Regions from separate parts of the Mus musculus genome. Here region 1 is linked to region 2. Evidence: chromatin contacts called from public promoter capture Hi-C data. All regions are on one chromosome and are shown on one strand. The core of a region is the stretch at or near the end of the contact, and the rest is flanking DNA. Distances in the headings are between cores, read along the strand shown. Region 1 holds the start of Mycl (v-myc avian myelocytomatosis viral oncogene lung carcinoma derived). Region 2 holds the start of Kcnq4 (potassium voltage-gated channel, subfamily Q, member 4).

Region 1 (5,650 bases), core at 1,132-3,631, 2.2 Mb before region 2:
CAAAACGGTCTCTCTAACAGCCCTTGCGGAGCTGGCTCTTCTCTAGGTTCTTGATCTCAAGCTTCCTATCTAAGTCATCCGACAAAACATAAATTCCTGTTGCAGGTTAAAAATGACCTTAACACAAATGCATCGAAGAAAAAGAGACTTTTTAATTCTGTTCTCATTTCCCTCCATAGCTGTACAACTTCCACATCCAATTCCCCAGTTCCCTCTCAAAAGCCCATGATTCTTGATTGCTGCAGTGACTTTTCTCTGTCGGAAATGAATGTGCCCAAAGCCTCCTGCTGCACCTGCAATAGCATCCTTTCCCGTGTACTTCTACTGAGTGGGGGGGGGGGGGGGCTCAGAGGCTAGGGGAAGAGCAAGGTGGTCTGAGCTCAGTGAAGACTGCTCTTCATCAGTATGGAGGGAGGCCTGGGGCGCTACGACCATTATCTCAATACCAGAGATGGGACCGAGCAGGAATGTTGAATGTAGAAGAGCAGCCGAAGCCCACAGATGTATTGGGCGGGAGATTGGATACCTTCCTAAGGCCAAATCAACAGGCATCGTGTAGCTCTTCTCAAACAAGCTATGAGGAAGACCCTCTAAACACCAAGAAAGACAGGGAAAGGAGTTGGGAAAAGAAGCGACTAGACAGCAGGAGGCTGGGGCTCACTTGACTGATTTCCTGTCTCTAATCCTCAGTTTTCCCATCTGTTAAGAGGAGCGTTTACTCTCCCTCCACCTGTCTCACTAGTCACTAGTGATGGGAAGTAGTAAGGACTGGGACTGGGGTAAGAGAAGAGAATTAGCAATTTAAAGTGCAGCAGGCGGGAGATGGAGGTTTTCGAGTGGAGGAAGGCTTTTGGTTCTGCTCAAAAGGTATCTCAGTCTTTTCTCCCTTAGGGAAGTGTGAGTTTCCCAGGGAAAGAGGCAGCAACAAAAAAGCTTCAAGCTTGGAGTGACTCTTAAGGGAACCCTTTCAACCTCCCAAGGACAGAAATCCCCTACAGTCCAACCCGAGTATTGTCCTCTCTAAGCGCCAACCCTCACCAAGTCGCCCTGGTCCCCTGGGGCTCCAATCACCATCAGAGGGACGCTGGCTCCCTCCCCACTTCTCCAAACTGTTTACCAACACACCCACGTGCCAGACAGACACAGCTGGGGGCTACACCGACAGCTTCAGTCAGAAAATGGGGAGGTGATGGGAAGGTTTAAGATCTAATGCCTGATTTCAAACAGCGGTAGATAGAGCTCTGGCCACCCAAGGGGTGCCTCCCTCTTAGCTAGCCCCCGGGTGGTCCTTACCAGAATCGCTGGGGCTCTCGGACCCGGAGCAGGCCTGAGTCTTGGGCTCGCCCAGCTGACATTGGGTGGCGGGCGCCGGGTTACTGGCTTCCAGACTAGGAGTGCCGTCCGGGGTAGCGGGCGCTTTGGGCGGGTTCCCCCGGGGCGCGCCTGGGGCCAGCCTGTCGCTCACCACTCTCTCCAGCCGTTCTCGGGCGGAGAAGCCGCTCCACATGCAGTCACGGCGAATGATGGAAGCATAATTCCTGCCCCAGGCTTTCGAATGGCCCCGAGATTCCGCCTCGTCCCCGGCACCCCCTCCAGGCCACGGCTCCCCGGGATTAATCCCAGAGGCTGGGTCCACGGCGCCGGGACCGGAGCCCCAGGGCGGCGACGTGGGGGGCGACGGCACCAGCTCGAATTTCTTCCAGATGTCCTCGCTGGGCGCCGTGGAGCGGTAGAAATCCTCTCCGCAGTCATAGTCGTAGAAATAGTGCTGATACGAGTCGAAGTCCATGTCCGCTCCCTGCGGGAGGGAAGGGGGAGACGAGCTGACTGCGGTGCCCGCCGAGGGAAGAGGCGGCTCCGAGTCCCTCGCTGCAGCTGGCTGCGGGGCTCTGGTCTCTCCCCAGGCCCACCAGCTTGCAGCCCGCGCCCTGGTCCCTGCTCCTGGGAAGCCTGGCCTGGGGTCAGCTCGCTCAGGGCAGCTCGCAACGGGCCGACCAGGCTGAGGGGAGCGAGTTCAAAGCAAACTTTGCCAGCACCGCCCGGAGCTCAGCTCCGGGGGCACAGCAGGGCCGGGCGGGGGCGCGCTGTCTCGAAGGCAGTCTGCAGCCTTGCAGCCCGCCAGTCCCCTGGGGACCCCTGCCCGGGCCACCCGCAGCCTCACCTCGCTCCCGCCGCCCGCCACCTGGAGCGGAGCGGCTCCCCGCCGGCTCGGGGAAGCCCGGCAGCCCGCACACACACACATGCGCGCCACCGAGCGCGCGGCCCCGCACTCACGAGCGCGCCCCCCGTGCGCGCGCCCCCCGCCTCGCTCGCACACGGCAGCCAGGACGCTCCCGGGATCGACGCGGGAGCGCGATCTGCAGGCGCATTGTTTCCCGACTGCTTTATATCTCGTCGCGTGCCCGGGGCTTGGGGACCAGGAGGGGGGGTGGTCCCTAGGAGACAAGCCCCTCCCCCTCCCGCCCCTCTCTCCGCTGGCGACAGGTGGGGCCGGCCCCACCTCCTGGCTGAACTGGTCGTTTCTATTCTATCCCTTGAAGCTCCCTAATAAATTGTACGCTGGGGAGCGCAGAGCAGAAGAGCTGATGCAGCCCCGCAGTCTCCTGGTGGAGGCGTGACTGTTCGAGAGGCTCCCGCGGTCCAAGCGACTTAACTAAAGCGGCGCTCCGCGCCTACTCAGAGCCAAGGACTAGAGCTGCTCCCTGCCCCACCCTGCTAGTCTACTTCCCGGGGCGCGCCCCACCAGGTTCAGGTGCGTCCCACCCATGACAGAGGAGGTGGTGGTGGTGATGGTGGGGCACACACTGCACCTCCACCGCGCCACCTGGTGGCCCTCGGCCCTGAACCCAGGCTTCTTCAACCCATTGCTTCAGTAACCATTAGCCCATTCTTTAGCTCAGTGGCTTAAACCTTGAATAGCAGTGAAGATTCCGAGCTAGAAAGCCTGCAGTATATATAATCCCTCGGAGCCCCAATTTTACTTGTGAAATGAAGGAATGGTAATGACTTCACAGGATCGCCGGGCTGAATTTGTTTACTAAAAAGATAGAGCACCTTAGGAAAGGACATGAGAGAATTCGAACAACAGCAGCTTTATCCCTGGGGAGGGTAGTGAGACCTCTGTCATCCCCCAGGTCATAGCTGACACTTGACCCTTCCTTCACAGCCCTGCCTCCCAGAATTCATCCTCCACACAAAACTCTCCTAACGGCTGTTTTAGAGATAGGAGTGTAGGGGTGTGGAAACTTCATTCAGGCCCCTGTTTTGTGCTTCCTAGCTGTGGGATCAAAGTGTTTGAAGTTTTGCATGACATCCCTGGCCGAGACGATGGAGATATATATATATTTCCTTTGTGTTATCATAAACAGGCTACCTTCTGAGAAAGGAAAAGACTAACTAATTTAGGTCCAAGGAAGGTAACTTAGGATAGCAGCCAATTCATCTAGAATCCTACACCTGGCATCAAGGTCTGGTGTCTGGTTGTCTGCCATCCTTCTCTTCCTCCTACTCTTTTTGTCTAACTACTCAGAACTACAGGCTGTTGCCATCCTAACAGACTGAAGCCAGAAGGATAAACACGTCCCGTTGTTTTGGGCCAGGGAGGTGTGAGATGACCCACGAGTTGGGTGAGAAGACAGGGGGTGTGTGTGACTCTCCATTTTCCATTTGTTGTGTCTAAGGTGTGTGTAGGACATCCTTGAAAGCAGGAATTGGCTCGCTTTGTAGTCCCTGCACCTAGAATGACTTCTGGCAATATTTACGCACTGGCTTCCTGAGTGACCTAGCCAACCAGATTTTATTGAGACGGCCTGTATGCCCTGCTCTGTGCTGTACTGGGAGGCCCAGAAAAGGCTCCTGATTTGGTTGCAGCCTTGGTGCAGAGGGATTAGACTCCCTTTCAGGGTCTTGTTGTCAGGCATGCAGATGTCTGTGGTGGTTGCTGCACTTTCCGGGGTCTTGGTCACAATAACAGAAACCAATGTAAGCAGGAAAATAACTTTTAAGGGAGATATTGTTGCATAGAATTCACAGGAGGCTTGGAATCTATATTTGGAAAATAGGCCTACCTGAGTTGTTCATTTTGTTCTTTTTTTTTTTTTTTTGAAACAGATTCTCACTCTGTTGCCCAGACTGACCTCACTAAGGCCAGGTATGATGGCTCATGCCTGTATTCCCAATACAATCTTCTTCTTCTTCTCCTTCTTCTTCTTCTTTTTAAAGATTTATTTATTATTATATATGAGTACACTGTAGCTGTCTTCAGACACACCAGAAGAGGGTATCAGATCTCATTGCAGATGGTTGTGAGCCACCATGTGGTTGCTGGGATTTGAACTCGGGACCTTTGGAAGAGCAGTCAGTGCTCTTAACCGCTGAGCCATCTCTCCAGCCCCAATACAACCTTCTAATGCTATAATACAAGGGTGTTCCAATTCCCCACTGGAGACCATCTAGACTATTCCCTGATTAAATATTCTAATGTAGTAAGGACACAATGGCATACACCTGTAATTGTAGCTACTTGGGATGCAAACTACAGGAGGATCATTTGAGCACTGGCCAACTTGTTGCAACCCCGTCTCAAGACTAAAATGACGGCAGGGCAGTGGTGGCACACGCCTTTAATCCCAGCACTCGGGAGGCAGAGGCAGGCAGATTTCTGAGTTCGAGGCCAGCCTGGTCTACAGAGTGAGTTCCAGGACAGCCAGGGCTACACAGATCACCCCTGTCTTGAAAAACAAAACCAAACAAAGCAAAAACCCAACAAAAACAAACAAACAAACCCAAAAAACCAAAACCAAAAACCAAACAACCCCCTCCCCCAGAAGCCAAAAATAAAACCAAACCAAACCAAACAAAAAGACTAAAACGATTTTTCTTCAGGGGTGGAAATTGAACCTAGAGTCTGATATAGGCTTGGGCAAAGGCTCTACCCCTGAGCCATATCCCCAGACCAAAAGTATTAATATAACTAAGAAAGTATTGGCATTAGGCCAAAGGTGTGGGCCTCAGAGAAAGGCAGAAATTATGGAGAGCTGCCATGGTAATCACCAGCAGTGAACACTATCAAGATCTCGCTGGGTGCAAAAAGCTGATCCGGAGACAGGGAAGATGGAGGCATCATTCCTTGAAGCCAGCCAGTTCATCCCCCACCTTACCTACACTGGCTCGCTCAGCAGTTCTCTGAAAGCCGTTTTGCATCCCATGTAACCCCACCTACAGAGAGAGAATGCACTCAGCAACAGAGAAATCCAACGTGCTCCAAAACCTCACTTCCCCTTGTAAATTAATGAATTGGCATCTGATTTGAAATAGCGGTCTCATGAGCCTGGTTAATGTGTGTCTGTCTGTTCCGAGGAGACACTGTAGCTTTTAGGACTGACAACTGTGGTTTCTGAGTTAATGTCTGGACCCAGAATGGTGATAAATTGACCAAGGTAACAAATGCTACTCTAGAGACATCTAAATTATCTGCAGTTTTGTTGTTGTTATGTTCTAATTCATACACACACACACATACATATATATCCATACATTCACTATATATACACATTATATATATATTATACATACATATACGTACATAGTATATATATGTATGTATGTATGTGTATATATATATATATATATACACACACACACAGATACA
Region 2 (5,714 bases), core at 2,345-4,844:
ATTGGCCTTCTCTCGTTGCCAGTGACAGCTTCTCCCTCCTTGGGCCCTCTAGCAATCCAGCAGCTGTAAGAAAACTCAGGAGAAAATTAAGTGTTGGCACACACTGGTAATCCCAGCACTGGGAGGCAGGCAGGTGGATTGTCGCAGTTTCAAGAGCACCAGGACTATGTAGGCAGCTGCACAGGGAGACCATCAGAGAGATAGGGAAGAAATAGGCAGGTGGGAGGAGCCTGGAGCCCCTCACCTCAACCATTCTTTACCACCTTATGATTCTGTCTGCTAAAAGAAAAAGAAAGAAAGAAAGAAAGAAAGAAAGAAAGAAAGAAAGAAAGAAAGAAAGAAAGAAAGAAAGAAAGAAAGAAAGAAAAGAAAGAAAGAAAGAAGAAAGGGACTCCTGGTGCTGACAGTGGCTGAAAACTGCTGAGTGCAGTCAACCCTCCCACTCCAGCAAGGAATCCGAGCCGTGAAATGACCTGAGGTCATAACAGGAGTCAATACCAGGGATGAAGCTACCCCCAAGAACCAAGGTGCCAGCCACTTCTAGACCTTGATCCTCTCAGATCTGGGCATCCTACCCCCTGGCAGGAGCCAGTGCTAGAGACTCAGAATCATCTCTTAGAATTCCTTCTCCTTGGCACTCAGGGCCTAGGAGTTCTGGGAAAGTGCAAGCCAGTGAGGGCGTGAGCTCCCTGCCTGGTTGTCTCTCCTTGGGTGAGTGTCCCTACCTCTCAGCCCATTTCCCACAAAGCACCGGACTCTGTTCTTTGTAAAGGAGAGGATCTGGCCCCCAGCTGGTGCTCAGCAAATGGGAACCCTCTCCCTCCCCACCCTTCCTCGCAATCAATACCTGCTCCATTGATGGATGATGGAGACAGTGATGGATTACAGCAGATCAGGGAGTTGGCCTGTTCTTATACAGCCCTGGAAACTCAAGAGCCAGGGAGAAACATGGGTCAGGGGATGAGCTCAGAAGACTAGGCAGGGTTCCCAAGGAGCTGAGGAAGCAGAGTTGAGGAAGTTGCAGAGGGTGGAGTCAAGGGCATAGATGTGGGAGTTAGAGAATGGTGTGTGGAAAGCCATAGCATACCCCACCTCCCTCCAGTAGGGAGGCTAGACCTGGGAGCCAGAGACAGCTGTTTGCTCAGAAAAGTGTCTTAGTCACTAAAGCCTGCTGTGGGGAAAGTCCGTTCTCTGTCATGTCCTGGGAATCCGGATGGGCACAGGAAGGCCACTGAGTAACACTCAAGAGTAGCCACCTGTCCTCTCTGGACTCTCCTCTGCCTCCTACACACACACACACACACACACACACACACAAACACACACACACACACACCACACCCTAGGAAGAACTCTCTCTTGTCTCCCTCCTCTTACTATCAATGCACATGACCCTCCACGAGGTGCTGACCTTCAAAGATAGCCTCTGGGACCTCTGTAGGTGCTTCTGAAATCTAGCTTCCATCCCAACAGGAACTACAGTTCTCTTACCTTCCCCCAGCCTTGGATGGGGTAATATAGGCCATGAACTGGAAAAAATGACGAGGACCCTCTCCTGCGGAGTTCCATTCACAGAGAGAAGGGAAGCTTGGCAATCACCCACACGAGAAGGGGAGCATGGGTTCATAGGTGGCACTCAACTGGAGGATCAGATTTCCCAGAACAGACCCAATTTTAGATATCCCAAGTGCTGATAAGGGCAACCTGAATTCAAGTTCCGTTTCAGCTAAGATCAAAGCCTCAAAAGACCCCAGCAGCCACTTTCCGTTGTGTAATTTGAATTCTTGACTTGAGTCCCATCCCTGGGCCTCTGATTGAGAACTTGCAGTTTACCAGTCAGGAGAGACAATGCCATATATGGGGTGGGGGATATACGGGCTTCAGCTTATAGGGAGAAGATAGCTATATCTAGCCCTGGCACTTGCAACCATAGTGCGCACCCCCCCCCCGCCCCCAAGTCTAGAAACCTTCAGTTCTCAGTAGGTCAGGGCATGACCTATGCAGGAGCACTGCGCACTCCCAGCACCAGCAGCAGTGGGAGAGATTCAGGTCAGACCCCAGAATGCATCCCAGCTGGGCAGGAGGGTAAGGGTCGCTAGGGGTTGGGGTACAGGCTGCCAAAGGTAGCTTGGGAACTTCGAATCCTACCCACCCTCACGGTCCATAGCCCTCCCTCCAGCCCTCCCGCTCTGGCGCTCAGCAGATCAATGCTGCCTTTGCTGACAGCTGAGAATCGAGCTTGCAGCCCGCCCCCCCCTTCCAGCTAGCTGTGTCCCCCGAGATCCTCCCCGAGGAGTGAAGAAGAGTTTGCTGCGGAAGCGCTTCACCCTGGGGCAGGGCCTGCGGAGGGAGCGGGAGCGTCTGGTTTGGCCATCGCTTTAGGCTGGGGAAGAAGGAAGGAGGGCCAGCAAACCCGAATCATCACCTAGTACACGGTCAGGAGGGCGAGGGAAAAGGGGCCAGACAGCTCACAGCGGAGACGGAGGTCAGGCACCGAGAACTTTTTGCTGGAGAGGGGTGCTCCTAGAGAAAGTCCTGGTGGGGTGCTATAGGCCTTTGGGAGTGCTCTGTCCGTTCCCCTAATACTGGCCCCTAGTACGTTTATTTCTATACTTCTATCTGCCCTAAACAAGCTTTTCTGGGCTAGAGTGGGAGAAGGGGGTGGCGGGTGTGAATCCCACGGAGCGGAGATGGAGTGGGGAGATGAGGGCAGGTACGTAATCAGGGAGGGAGCGTCCCCTCTGCTCAGGGTGATCAACTGGGGTCTCCTCCTTCATCAACAAGACGGGAGGAGAGACGCATCTGGGCACAACTGTGAGCTACACCACCCCACACATCTCTCGATAGCTGTAGGGCACCGGGCCCTTCAAGTAACAACAGCAGGAGGAACGGAAGCTGCTGTCCCAACTTCACTCGGCCCTCAGCGCATTTTAAACACCCTGCACTAGAAACCGAGGGCACGACCCGACGGGCACACCTCCTCGCTTACATTACCCATCGCGCTGTACTGCCCGGTTCTGCACACTCTTCTGTACTCTCATCCATCTATCTATCCACCCACCCACCCACCCACCCATCCATCCATCCATCCACCCACTCACTCTGAACCCACGCAGACCCACGGCTGGCTAGCCAACTCTCACAAGTAGGCACTTCTCTGGACACAAACACCTCCACTCTACAATGTAAGTGTCCCTCGAGCTACCGCGGCCACAACTCCACACTCCACGCTCCACTTTCCACAACCACTCACCAGGCGTCCCAACCTCCCTCCCCAGAGCGGGCCACCAGGGCCACACCACTCGTACACGCCCGGCCTCGGGGCCCGGCGCGCTGCCCGCGCCACGCGCTCGGGGCCGGGACACACCGACTGGGCGGACCGCGCGCCCTGCTCCGCCGCGTCCGACCCGGGTCCCCCTCCCGGTGCTCTTCTCTCTCGCTCCCTCCCCGATTTGGGAAGGCGGCCGCGGGGCGGGCGGGGGAGGGGCGGGGCGGGGCGGGGGAGGGTGACATGTGAGCGGCGCGCCGGCGGCAGGTGGAAAGGCGAGCGGCATGGAGCGCGTAATAAGAGAGTTGGAGTCGGAAAGAGCCGCCCCAGTCGCCGGGGAAGCGGGCGGTCAGTACGGGCTCCCGCGGCCCCGAGGCTCCGAGCGACCGCCTCCGGACCCCGCACGGACCCGGCCTGGTCCCTAGCCCCCGCCGCCTGCGTGCGCGCCCAGGGTCGCCTCGCCGGCCCGGGGTTCGAGCCATGCGACTCTGAGCCGCCCGAGCGCGCCCCCGCCCCGCAACGCCCCGGTCCCCCGTCCGGCGCCGCCCATGGCCGAGGCCCCCCCGCGCCGCCTCGGCCTGGGCCCCCCGCCCGGGGACGCCCCCCGCGCGGAGTTGGTGGCGCTCACGGCCGTGCAGAGTGAACAGGGCGAGGCGGGCGGGGGCGGCTCTCCGCGTCGCCTCGGCCTTCTGGGCAGCCCCCTGCCGCCGGGCGCGCCCCTCCCTGGGCCGGGCTCCGGCTCGGGCTCCGCCTGCGGCGGCCAGCGCTCCTCCGCCGCGCAGAAGCGCTACCGCCGCCTGCAGAACTGGGTCTACAACGTGCTGGAGCGGCCCCGCGGGTGGGCCTTCGTCTACCACGTCTTCATGTAAGTTGGAGCCCCCGCACCCCTTGACGTGCCCCGGCTCTGACCCCGCATGAGCCAGACTCCTTGGGGACCGCCACCCCGCGCTGGCTCCACCTCTCTATCCTATTGCCCCGGGGCAGACCCTCACTCAGTTCCCCTCTTGGGCCTGTGCCCCCTTTTCGGTCTCCCAGCCTGACCTAACCCCTGATCTCCCAGCCTTGACCCCTGTTGCCCTGGCGTCTAACCTCTTCTGCCTGCTCTCCTTACTTTCATCCTGATCGCAGAGCCCCACTGCTCTGATCCGTCATTCAGCTTCTTGCTCTTCTCTGCTTTACCAAGTCCGAAGCCGCTAAAGTGGGACTCTCCTTATCTTTTGTTCACCTCACCCTCCCTGTGTCCCAGACACAGAAGACCCTAGCCCCTACATTATTTTTCTCCCCTCAGGCTCTGTAGTTATGTTGTGCTCCCACCTGGTCCCCTTGGAGATTTCTCTCTTCAGAGACAGGCTGTACCCAGATCAGGGCTGTCTAGGGTCCCTATGGCTCTGACAGGCCTGTGTGCTGTTTCCAACTTTATCCGTGTCTTCTTTAGTCTTGCTCCGCACCCTCAACTTCGAAGTACCCAAGGCAGCAGGCTGCCCTGCCTGCCCTGCCCTGTCCTGCCTTGCCCTGAAGGCTGGGCCCAGCTCTCCTGCCTTGCTGGCCAGCTGTACTAGGCCTGGCTCTGAGCATGGGGAAAAAGAAAGAAGAGAGGGGTATGTTTGGAAACAATGCCGCTGTGGGGCCCCTCCTCCTCTCAGCAGGCTCCTACAACTTTCAAAACACTGACCCCTCTTGGATGTAGAGAGTGAATTTTGGCAGCTCGGAAGGCAGTCTTGGGGGAAGGCCTGGTCGGACCAGGAACATGAGAGGCCCAGGCCATATCGGTTAAAGGGCTGGGCCTGGTGCTGAGATGCTGAGAAGTGCCTGGGAGAGACAATGAGCTGCTCTTACCACTGCCTGCTCCAGGGTCTCCAGGGCAGCCCGCTTTGTCCACCTGATAGTCACTTGACAATCTGTCCCTATGCAAGACTTGAGTTTCCCTTTGTGTGTGAGTTAGCTTGTCTGTTAATCTCTCTACCTGTCTGTCCCACAGCCTTTCTGTTGGTCTGTCTGTCTTCGTGCTTTGTGGGCCTATCCTCTTACTTATTTTGATGTCTGTGTGTCCATCTGTCTATCTCTCTGTTCACCTGCTTGGCCACCCTTCTATCTGGCTTTCCCCACCCGTGTCTTTCTGCTTGTCCTCCTTGTATGCCCTCTTACCTCTGCCCCATGAGTCCGGGGGGTGGGGGGTTGGGTACAGAATCTCAGGGGAAGAGGAAGATGGTACCAGGAAGAACAAAGAAAGGGAACTTTCTACAGACCCACTTAGAATACTTAGAGTGGCAGCTGTGGCTTTGTGCAGAGACCCCAGGCTGAGACTCTGCTGGGTGTAAGGCCAGGCTTTGGATCCCAGTGAATAATCAGGGGCAGCCCACATCTCAGTGCACCCAAAAGACCTGGACGGACGTCTGTTGGATGTAGCTGTCAGTGGAGTGATATAGTTCAATGCTGGTGGACTAGG

The links. Promoter capture Hi-C pulls out the DNA fragments that hold promoters and counts their contacts.
Region 1: a contact with region 2 is called in a promoter capture Hi-C map of embryonic stem cells, with 6 read pairs. The contact joins the promoter of Mycl here to the promoter of Kcnq4 in region 2. A contact is called at or near these places in 7 of 39 promoter capture datasets (cranial neural crest, embryonic stem cells, liver and 2 more) and 4 of 115 datasets of contacts at active chromatin or transcription factors (astrocytes, embryonic stem cells and stem cell-derived neural progenitor cells).

What each region holds. Positions count from the first base shown.
Region 1 is chr4:122,992,662-122,998,311 of GRCm38.p6, reverse strand. Mycl (v-myc avian myelocytomatosis viral oncogene lung carcinoma derived) reads right to left here and starts at 2,381. Exons shown (of 3, transcript NM_001303121.1): 1 at 2,162-2,381; 2 at 1,294-1,798. The coding sequence starts at 2,242.
Region 2 is chr4:120,745,279-120,750,992 of GRCm38.p6, reverse strand. It overlaps Kcnq4 (potassium voltage-gated channel, subfamily Q, member 4), which reads left to right and starts at 3,594. Exons shown (of 14, transcript NM_001081142.3): 1 at 3,594-4,133. The coding sequence starts at 3,817.